Regions from separate parts of the Sus scrofa genome. Here region 1 is linked to region 2. A link is a contact called in public Hi-C data. All regions are on one chromosome and are shown on one strand. The core of a region is the stretch at or near the end of the contact, and the rest is flanking DNA. Distances in the headings are between cores, read along the strand shown.

Region 1 (5,614 bases), core at 261-2,760, 330 kb after region 2:
TCCTTAACCCACTGAGTGAGGCCAGAGATCAAATATGCATCCTCATGGATATTAGTCAGGTTTGTTACTGCTGAGCCACAACAGGAACTCCCCCGTTACTTGATTTTGGACTTAACATTTTTCTTGCAAGAAAACATACCTCCCTCTGCCTAGAACTGTCTCAGGAATTCCCGTTCCCATCTTTCTGTGAGTGCAAAATTCTCAAATAGAAATTTTGTAACCAACTGAAATTAGTGATAAAACTTTTGTGGGGGGGGGGCTTGAAACATGGTCACTGAAAAGAAAGCCATGTGCTTAAAAATAATTTGATTTGGGAGTTCCTTGGAGGTCTAGTGGCTAGAATTTGGCTCATTCACCGCCTGGGGTTCAATCCCTGGTCTGGAAGCTGAGATCTTACTTCAAGCTGCTACAAGCAGTAAGCTAGAAAAAAAAAAATTTTTTTTTTTTTAAATTTTGGTTAAGTATTACACATACAGTACTGATTGGGGATTTACACAACTGGGGAGGGAGGATTTCATTTATTTAAACTTGAAATGTTTCACACATGGAGTTTCGGGTAGACTGAATTTTTACTGTTGAAACAAAATTCTAGGTATTCTTAAGAGGCTCAGATCAGATGGAAGGTCTCTTCACAGATTTGCTATTCCAAGGGCAAATATCTTCTCCATCCTGGCTTCTCAACGACAGGGCTAGCAAAGTCCCTTTCTTGTGTGCTCAGGTCACCTGAAGGGAAATCTAACAGCTAGAAGTACCTTAAAGGTTAAGAACCTTTCGTCTGAAGAATAAGAACTGAACAGCGCGTGTAAGACGGGCTGGGGGCCCACGGGGAGGGATGCGGGTTCTCCTTGGTCCTTTCAAAGGACTGGCAAGAGCAGAACACCCACCATGCCTGAAATAAGCCCTGCTGCGCACTAACAGCTCCCTAAGGCTCTGCCTAAAGAGTAAATGAGCATCGCTCATGTGCCCTCGGGCCTCGGTGGAACTGTTTTCTCCACAAAAGTGGGCTCTCCTCCTCTCCCACTTCAGGTCCGAGAAGAGCCCTTGCCAATCCCCACAGCCTAGGGTAAACCAGGTTCAGGGAAAATTTAGCTCAGGTGTCTGGGCTGGCCTCAGGTCAATGAGCTGAGCGATTCAGGGTTGCGAACTGGGAAACTCAGGGGCACTAGTTCCCAGTCCTCTCTAGGAGCCCCTGACGATCGTGGGCAATCGTGGTACCTGGCTTCTCTGCAGACGCTTACCTGACCTCAGGACTGGCCTCCCGCCACCAATGTTCTGGAGGAACCGGAATCATCGCAGGACCGGGAAAGCAAACGCGATCCCGGGCCTGCGCACGCGCGGTATTCCTGCCGCAGCCCCCGCTCACCTGAGTCCCTTCATCTTACTAACTGCGCATGCGGGAAACAGAGGCTACTTTCCCGCGTAGCTGCAGTAGGTTCCCAGAGAGCCAATCAGATGAGAGGACCTGACAGCAGCCCCGCCCCCTCTCTTTTCTCAGGCATCCGACAGCCACTTCCTTGGGAGTTGGGGGACTGGCCTCTGGAAGTCGACGCGCTGGCCGCGGCTCGGCCGTCTCCGCCCCCTTCCGGGCAGCCAATTGCATCTAAGACGTCTGGCGCGCGCACGCTCCCTCGAGTTTAACGGTCGCGAGAGGCCGCTCGCCCGATCGTAACATCAGCAGTGAGAGCCGGGGCCAGGTAAGCGGCCGCCGGCCTGAGGGGAGCTGCCAGTCACGGGGGAAAGGGGACGCGATATCGAAGACACCAACTCAGCGGACCCTTGGGTGTGCTGATGGGTTAGGGCGGGGGTAGCCGACGGTCAGCAGAAACCACCGCAGCAAAACCAGCGGGCGTGTGGGGCTTTGCCTGCGGACGTGAGCCTTTTCTAGACTCTGTGCCCTTGAGTGACATCCTCACGGCCCAATCGCGGAGCACCTCTTCCCGAGGGGCGGGGGGCTTGAGGGATTTCGCTTTTCTCCCCCCACACCCCCCGCTCAGCTTCCTCTGCTTACTTTTGGGGGATTATAATTATAGTTTATTGGTTGGAGCAGTGGCTTTAACTCTGGCCTCTCTACTGTCTACAGTTGAGGCGACTGCGTGGGTCCTCCCTCGCCTTCCTACTTTAATCCGAGAGCCGCCAGCAGCAGTTGCGGTGCGTCTGTGAGCACGAGAATGTCAGGATCTGGCCTCAAAACCTGAAATCATCCCTTCCGTCCCCCTTCTCAGGTTCCCAACAAAGCAGAACGCCTCGTTAACATATTCTCAGTGAATCAGTTGTTCTTTTCCCCGTTAACTCCTTTTTTTTGCTAGGAGCTGGAGACATCAAAAGCATCATATTTTGTTGCTGGAAGATACAAAAATGTCTCAGTTCTTATATACATTCTCCAGCAGCTTTTTAAAATTTTGCATTGTGTATCGGTTTTTTATCTTTTTAGGGCCGTACCCACCGCATACGGAGTTTCCCAGGCTAGGGGTCGAATTGGAGCTGCAGCCACTGGCCTAGGCTACAGCCACAGCCAGGCCAGATCCGAGCCCCGTCTGCGACCTACACCGTATGTCCGGATCCTAAACGCACTTAACAAGGCCAGGGATCGAACCTGCGTTCTCACAGTTCCTAGTCAGATTCCTTTCCGCTGAGCCACGAAGGGAACTCCTATATCAGTTTTTTAAAAATTTATCTCTGCTGTCACCCAGCTCTTTCCCCCCACCCCCCAAACTGGGGAAGCCTCATCGCATTTCACATGGTTTTCCATCTGCATCTACTGCATCCGGATTAACTCAGTGGGGGAAATAATTGATGGGGTATCATTTGCATGCAGATGCACCTCCCTGGAGAGCTTGTGTTTTCCTGCTAGAAGAGCAAGGTGATTTGAATTCCGGTATTTTCGTTGCCAGATGGAAGGTGCAGCCTCTGACTTTTTCAATACCCCATTTGTCGTTGGTGATGGGCTGAGTCACTGGGGAGAAATCATTTAGCTAGGTCCGGTTACCCTTGGCTTTCACACCTGTCCCTGAAGGAAATGATTCCTTTATGAGCTGATGTTTTCAAGGTTGCTTTGTCAAACCGGGCCCTAGAAAGTGGGAACCTAGAGGAACCAGAATAATAGTTAATTTTCCTCTTTCTCATTCCTTAACACTTCTGTTTTGTAAGCAGCATAGGTTTTCTTTATTTTTTCCCCTTACTCCATGGCTCCTTTTTTTTTTTTTTTTTTTTTTTTTAAACTACATGAGTTGACTTGTTATAACCAGTTTATCTCTGTACATCTAGCTTCAGTTAAATTTTAGTTGACCTGGCAAATAGTTATTTTTAAGAAGTAGCATATGCATAGAGTACTTTTGGATATGCATAGAGTTTTTTCTTTTCTTAAAAAATAGAGTACAAAAGTACTCCATGCATATAGTATATGGGGAAAAAGCCATTGTTAACAGTTTAATTGGCTGTTTTCAGTACCAAATTAAATACTAAGTAGTTCCTATTCATTTATTCACTGTATGAATCAACAGGCATAGATAATATGGTAGAACTTGTTAAAGACATGAACAAGGCATGTAAGTATTCCAGTTGTTACTAGTAGAATTGTGTCTGGAACTTTGATTATTAAACTTTTTTTTTGTCTTTTTAGGGCCCCACCCTTGGCATATGGAGGTTCCCAGGCCAGGGGTCAAATCAGAGCTGTAGCTGTTGGCCTACACCACAGCTCATGGCAACGCCGAATCCTTAACCCACTGAGCAAGGCCAGGGATCACATCTTCGTCCTTGTGGATGCTAGTTAAATTCGTTTCCGCTGAGCCACAACAGGAACTCCTGTCAAACATGTTTTGAAATATAACCTGAAAAGAAACACTTCTGCAAATTACCATTATTGTAGTTTTTTTATTGAGATATAATTCGCATACTGCAAATTTTTTTAAAGTATACAATTCAGTGAGTTTTAGTATATTCACTAGTATAGAATTGTAGAACCATCACTACTAATTCTAGAACTTTTCATCTGCCCCAAAAGATACCCCAGACCTTTCAGTCACTCCCATTCTTTCCTTCTCTCAGCTCCTGGTAACCATTAATCTCATTTCTATCTACTCTAGATAATTCTTATGAATGGACTCATACAATACATAGTCTTTTATTGAGCTTCTTTTGCTTAGCATAATGTTTTCAGTGTTCATCCACATTGTAGCATAAATCAGTGCTTTATTCTTTTCTGTGATGAAAAAAGATTCCATTATATGGCTAATCACATTGTTTATCCATGTTTCAGTTGATGGACATTTGCGTTGTTTCTGAATTTTGGCTCTTATGAATAATGTTGCTATCCTTAATATAGATTTATATAAAAGGATCAAGGTTTTCAAAGTCTTGAAAAGACAGTTGCTAGGTTTAGTGGCTTTTTGTAATTTTTGTTCCTCATTCATTTTCAGACTCTCTCTGGAGCTTAGGACATTTCACAGTTCTGAATGTCAGCAACTGAAAATGCCTGTAGACGATGAAGCATCTGAAGATGACTCGGATTCAGTTTCTTCAAACAGTGAAAGAATCTGCATTTCCAAACGAGAGAGTGTAACAATTTCTGTACACTATGGAAGATTTTGACTTGGGGAAACCCTTACAAAAAGCGTCATCTTCTGTAGAATCCAAGATAAAAAATTCTTCCCATTCTCTTGGACTGAACTTAAATACTACTAATAGGTAAGAATGAGATAGATTTCTCTTTTTTTGAGTAATGACATATCAAAATAATTTAATTTGCATAGTTTACCAGTTTCCCCAAATGGTATCATAGTTGCTGATTTGCATTTAAAAAGTCACAAAACTATGGTAACTGTTGAGGGACCATTGTTTCAGTTAAGAAAATTTCAGTCCTTTCATGTTCTTCATTTCTCCCAGAGATGTACTTTTACATGGGGAACATTGTGAGAAGAACTTGTTTGGCTAGTTGGAGTTTTCTTTACACTTTTGTTGTTTTTGTTAAGTGACAAGCATGGTCTTTAAAATTTAGTTGCCTAACTATTATTCTCCATTTTGAAATTAAGAGGGTGAATAGTTTCACATTGCAGTAATACCTCACCAATCTGGACAATAGCAATTAAAGTTGAATGCTGGGAAGTAGCAAAACAGGCTGTGAGTTGACAAAAATAGATGCTATCAAACAGCATTTTAAGCATTTTCCTTTTAAATTATTCCATGTTTGGTTTGCTTTTAATCAGGTCCTGTTTACTCTCATTTTGTACATAGACTGATAAGTTGAATTATTTGGTTTCTAAATTTACAGTAGCTTAAAAACAAAGTGGCAGGGACCATTAAAGAGGTGACCACCTATAAAAAACAGATACAGTAAAGCAAAAACACAGCAGTCAGGGCTACCGGTGAAGGAGCAAATTTACACACAGTAATAGGTCTTGAAGAAACTGTGTATTGTAAATAAATTCCCGTACTCCTCAGGAGGAATTTAGGGCCGCTTGTAAGACTATATAAAATAATTGGCACAATAATGTAAATCAACTATAATTAAAAAAAATACATAAAATGAAAGGAGAAAGAGGAAAGTTAGGATGGAAAGGTGAGGTGGAAATCGTGGGACACGGTCCAGAAATGTTTGCCGTGATAATCTATACCCACT
Region 2 (5,742 bases), core at 1,451-3,950:
TTTTAAAATTAAACAAAAGGAAAATAAGCATAGGAAAGCAAGACAGATTCATGAGTAAAGCACACAAATTACATGGCGTATACTTACAATCGGATAATGTTTGCAGTAAAGGTTTTGATAGTCAGAGATTTTACTTGCCTGATGCATTATGGGCCAGAGAGGAGTTGGCATAAATTTCTGCTTGAATGAGTAGATGTGCTAAACAGGACGAATTACGTGAGGCTGAAACCAGAAGAGTCTGGACAATGCACGGGGACTCTGAGAAAGAAGCTGTCTCATTAGAGGAACAGGACTGCAGATCTCTCTTCAACCTCACTGTCACTTCCAATGAATTCTGAAAGGAAAATATTGCTGTATTTTTTATAGTGACTCAAAACAGCATCTATAATTATAAGGGCACACAATGGAAACTGCGATCAGCCTCGGTTCATTTTACAAAAGGAAAACTGTACACAAGGATGACGTCATTCTGTTCAATTCTACCACGTAAACCTATGGCAATATCAAGCCCTGATTCCTAATCCTCAACTTAACATAAAAGTAAGCAATTTTCAGGTATTCAGAGAAAGCTGAACACAAGTGTGATAAGTTAACTCAGTTTGTCTAGCACCTATAAAGGTACTAGACGCTACCAGCAGAAGATGTAATACAAAAAATGTCCGTGAAAACAGACCTGGTTCCTGGGGTGCAAAGTCTGCCTTTCTCAGCCTTTATCCCTGAAGTTGATACTTTACACACACTGGGCACTGAATAAAACATTCATTAAATGTAAAATATTTGATATCTCTAGGCTCAAGTGTCCTTACACATAAGCTCAGATTTAGGTGAGATCAATGGTGTATGAAGCTCTTTTGGGTCACAGATCCATTTGATAATCTCATGGAAGCTGGCAACCCTTATCAGAAAAAAATGTGCATGCAAGTGTGCACACACACACAATTTTAAACACAATTTCAGAGTGTTCACAGACTTCCTCTTTTGTGTGTGTGTGTGTGTGTGTGTGTGTGTCACCCCAGAAGCATATGGATTTCCAAGTCAGGTATCAGATCCAAGCTGCGGCAGATCCTTAATCCACTGTGCTGGGTCAAGGATGGACCCTGCATTCCTGTGCTTCAGAGACACTGCCAATCCCCCTGCATCACAGCAGGAACTCCTCACAGACTTTTTGAAACTAACTCAAAAACTCCTAAGAACCTCTGGGCTGGATAGGTGTCTAGGTGATCTGATAGCCCACAGTTTCATGGTAGTTCCAAGCACTGAGAAAGATCCATCTTGTCCAACCAAGAAAGCCATGCAGGAACTCTAATTATGGGCCTCTGCAGATGCTACTGAAAAGGCTTTTACCTCTGGTCTTACCATACTGGGGGTGACAGTCAAACTCCAGTTTCCAGTCTCATTGCTTAGCATTCGACAATCGGGAACTGGGAATAATCCTACGGGAGAGAAGATTAGAAAGCAAGGCAGTATTGTCCGGCAACTAAGGGGGTGCACTCCTGAATCAGGCTTCTAGGATGGAAGCTGTGTGGCTTTGGACAAGCAACAAACTCTCTGAACTTCAGTTTCTTCACGTGTTAAATGGGATTAAAAGATACTACTGTTCATATGAGAAAAATGAAGTAATGCATTTAAGACCTGGAGATAGCACAATGAATGCTAACTAGTATGATTTCAAGTTTTCGTTTACTGAATCTGTCTTTTGGTCCTCTGGTCCACAGCAGCCGCTCATCCCAACTTTTCAGCGGTCAGAGAGGCCAGGAACCCTGAGGACTAAGCTTCTTGGGCGGCCTGGCCCTGGTCCCAATCTCCTCCCTCCCTACAGGAAGGGCCGGACTCTTTACCCATCTCGTCCTGCAGCAGAGTCAGTGACACGGTCACATCCTCGGTGCCTCCGACCAGGGACGCGCTGACCGCAGGGCCAGACATGCGGATGACAGGAGGGATGAAAACTAGGTGGAGAGAAAGGGACAGGGAAGAGTTAATAGTTGCAGAGTCGAAAGGGACAGGGAAGAGTTAATAGTTGCAGAGTCGCTGCCTACGCTGAGTGGTGACTTTCTTAGGCAGTGTTTTCCAGAGCTCCGGGAGGAGACCCAAATCAGGCCTCAAAACCCTCGTCCTCACCCTCAGCCCCAGTCCCGCTGGCCCCCTACGCAGCCTTACGCACCCAGGTCCCCCCAGAGCGGACTGAAGACTCCCTGCAGAAGGAGAAACCCCAAGAGCAGAGAGACTGGCGGCGGCAAGCGCATGCCTGGGATCTCCCGTGGCCGGCAACACAGGACCGCGCCGGCCTTAGAAGCCTGGAAACTCTGGAACGCCATAACTCCGCCCTGACTGCCTCGCTACCACCATCTTGTCAAGCGCGCCCGGAGCTATGGCAACCACCAATTGGCCTCCGGCCTGACGGAGCGGAGCTTCGTGATTGGAATAGCCGTAGGGAAAGCCCGCCCCCAAATCCGGCCGCAGCGTCCCGGGCCCACCCACAGGCCTTACGTCCTCCCGGCTTGAGGACGTAAAGGATCCACGGAAAGGATCACAGAACCGTAGCCGTGCGCCTCCAATTTGAAACCGGGAATTCCCCCACCCAGAGCTAATTCAGTAATACTGCAAGAGCTACCCTACAGGTATTGGATGCTAAACAAGAACCTTAATAAGCTTGATTTTTAAAAATTTTTTTTTTATTTTCCCACTGTACAGCAAGGGGGTCAGGTTATCCTTACTTGTATACATTACAATTACAGTTTTTCCCCCACCCTTTCTTCTGTTGCGACATGAGTATCTAGACATAGTTCTCAATGCTATTCAGCAGAATCTCCTTGTAAATCTATTCTAAGTTGTGTCTGATAAGCCCAAGCTCCCGATCCCTCCCACTCCCTCCCCCTCCCATCAGGCAACCACAAGTCTCTTCTCCAAGTCCATGATTTTCTTTTCTGAGATGTTCATTTGTGCTGGATATTAGATTCCAGTTATAAGTGATATCATATGGTATTTGTCTTTGTCTTTCTGGCTCATTTCACTCAGGATGAGATTCTCTAGTTCCATCCATGTTGCTGCAAATGGCATTATGTCATCCTTTTTTATGGCTGAGTAGTATTCCATTGTGTATATATACCACATCTTCCGAATCCAATCCTCTGTCGATGGACATTTGGGTTGTTTCCATGTCTTGGCTATTGTGAATAGTGCTGCAATGAACATGCGGGTGCATGTGTCTCTTTTAAGTAGAGTTTTGTCCGGATAGATGCCCAAGAGTGGGATTGCAGGGTCATATGGAAGTTCTATGTATAGATTTCTAAGTTATCTCCAAACTGTTCTCCATAGTGGCTGTACCAGTTTACATTCCCACCAGCAGTGCAGGAGGGTTCCCTTTTCTCCACAGTCCCTCCAGCACTTGTTATTTGTGGATTTATTAATGATGGCCATTCTGACTGGTGTGAGGTGGTATCTCATGGTAGTTTTGATTTGCATTTCTCTTATAATCAGCGATGTTGAGCATTTTTTCATGTGTTTGTTGGCCATCTGTATATCTTCTTTGGAGAAATGTCTCTTCAGGTCTTTTGCCCATTTTTCCATTGATTGATTGTTTTTTTTTGCTGTTGAGTTGTATAAGTTGCTTATATATTCTAGAGATTAAGCCCTTGTCAGTTGCATCATTTGAAACTATTTTCTCCCATTCTGTAAGTTGTCTTTTTGTTTTCTTTTTGGTTTCCTTTGCTGTGCAAAAGCTTTTCAGTTTGATGAGGTCCCATGGGTTTATTTTTGCTCTAATTTCTATTGCTTTGGGAGACTGACCTGAGAAAATATTCATGATGTTGATGTCAGAGAGTGTTTTGCCTATGTTTTCTTCTAGGAGTTTGATGGTGTCCTGTCGTATATGTAAGCCTTTCAGCCATTTGGAGTTTATTTTTGTGCATGGTGTGAGGGTGTGTTCTAGTTTCATTGCTTTGCATAATAAGCTTGATTTTTATGGAGTTTTTAGGTGGAGGAACAAAAAGCTGGCCTGCAGTGCTATAATTCTATAATTATAGAATTGTTTCTATTTACTGATTTATTTTTGGTCTTTTTAGGGCCACATCCATGGCACATGGAAGTGCCCCAGCTAGGGGTCCAATCAGAGCTGCAGCTACCGGCCTACGCCCCAGCAACCTGGGATCCAGCTGCCTCTGCCACCTACACCACAGCTCTCAGCAAGAGGGATCCTTAACCCATTGATCCCCCGTCAGTAGAGCTGGTTACCGCTGAGCCACAATGGAAACTTACTATTTATCTATTTATTTACTTATTTTTATGGCTACATCCATGTAAGGTTCCTGTGCTAGGGATGGCGTCTGAGGCCGCTACCAGATCCTTTAACCCACTGCACCAGGCAGGGGATAGAACCGGTTTCTCAGAAGTCACTCAAGCCTTTGCAATGGGATTTTTTTTTTTTTTTTTTTTTTTTTTTGTCTTTTTAGGGCCACACCTGTGGCACATGGAGGTTCCCAGGGTAGAGGTAGACTCGGAACTGTTGCTGCCGGCCTACGCCACAGCTCAGGGCAATGCCAGATTCTTAACCAACCGAGCGAGGCCAGGGATCAAACCTGCAACTTCAGATTCATTAACCACTGAGCCAAGACGGGAACTCCTGCAGTGGGATTCTTAACCCACTGTGCCACAGCAAGAAGTAGGATCTGGAAATCTCATGCTCTCTTTGAGGAACTACTGATACTTTTACAAATCATGTTTGGATTATTTGAAATAAACAAAATAATCAATTTTTTTTTTTAAAACAGAGCATTAATCCTTTTGCAGATAAAGCCTAAGCGACTGCCTTTAGAATAGCAGGCTAGATAGTTAACAACTATTTCATTATTTACCCTGTAAGAGAATTTCATGGCTTTAAAACTATTACAAGATTAAAAAAGTATCCCATTTTTCTGACACCAAAGTATAAATACACCTTAAAATTGGCCTGCTCTATCCAATGAAAATACCAAATAATTGAAGTTTTGTTAATATTGCTCGCAACATAAAATTACAAGCAAACATTTAAATCTTTATTCTAAATCTTTCATACTTAGAAATTGTATATTAAAAACTTCATACTAATCTATAATTGTATAATACTTATAACAATATTTTTGTGTAGTTTTGGCAAGACATATGACCAAACCCAGTTAAAAAGTACACACTTGAAGATGAACTGAATGAGCATGAAATAAAAAATGAGTAAGAGAAAATAATGTAAGCAAATATGAAAATGTAAATTAATTTATTATAAAAATTTATACCAACCATAAACACAAGTTAAACATAAAATTTAAACAAGAATTAAGCAAGTACATAAAACATTTCAAATGATAAAACAAATTTTAAAAACCTTATCAGCTTGTTTGAGGTTATTCATATTTTAGATATATGCTGCTTTATTTTTTAGACTTAAAATAATGATCTCCATTACACTTAGGCTAAGGGTTTTATTTTATGTTATTTTTTTGTCTTTTGTCTTTTTGTTGTTGTTGTTGTTGTTGTTGTTGCTATTTCTTGGGCCGCTCCCGAGGCATATGGAGATTCCCAGGCTAGGGGTTGAATCGGAGCTGTAGCTACCGGCCTACGCCAGAGCCACAGCAACTCGGGATCCGAGCCGCGTCTGCAACCTACACCACAGCTCACGGCAACACCGGATCGTTAACCCACCGAGCAAGGGCAGGGACCGAACCCGCAACCTCATGGTTCCTAGTCAGATTCGTTAACCACTGCGCCACGACG

What was found. A called contact is a pair of places that touch in the nucleus more often than the background predicts.
Region 1: a Hi-C map of skeletal muscle shows a contact between it and region 2, with 3 times the contacts expected there. The contact joins the promoter of MPHOSPH9 here to the promoter of TCTN2 in region 2. A contact is called at or near these places in 1 of 47 Hi-C or Micro-C datasets (skeletal muscle) and 1 of 2 datasets of contacts at active chromatin or transcription factors (alveolar macrophages).

What each region holds. Positions count from the first base shown.
Region 1 is chr14:29,657,518-29,663,131 of Sscrofa11.1, forward strand. MPHOSPH9 (M-phase phosphoprotein 9) reads left to right here and starts at 1,511. Exons shown (of 24, transcript XM_021074060.1): 1 at 1,511-1,694; 2 at 4,416-4,683. The coding sequence starts at 4,574. C14H12orf65 (probable peptide chain release factor C12orf65 homolog, mitochondrial) reads right to left here and starts at 1,389. Exons shown (of 4, transcript XM_001928287.6): 1 at 1,239-1,389.
Region 2 is chr14:29,330,363-29,336,104 of Sscrofa11.1, forward strand. TCTN2 (tectonic-2) reads right to left here and starts at 2,701. Exons shown (of 18, transcript XM_021072256.1): 1 at 2,162-2,701; 2 at 1,839-1,946; 3 at 1,345-1,433; 4 at 139-334. The coding sequence starts at 2,315. It overlaps GTF2H3 (general transcription factor IIH subunit 3), which reads right to left. Exons shown (of 13, transcript XM_021072258.1): 13 at 5,353-5,742.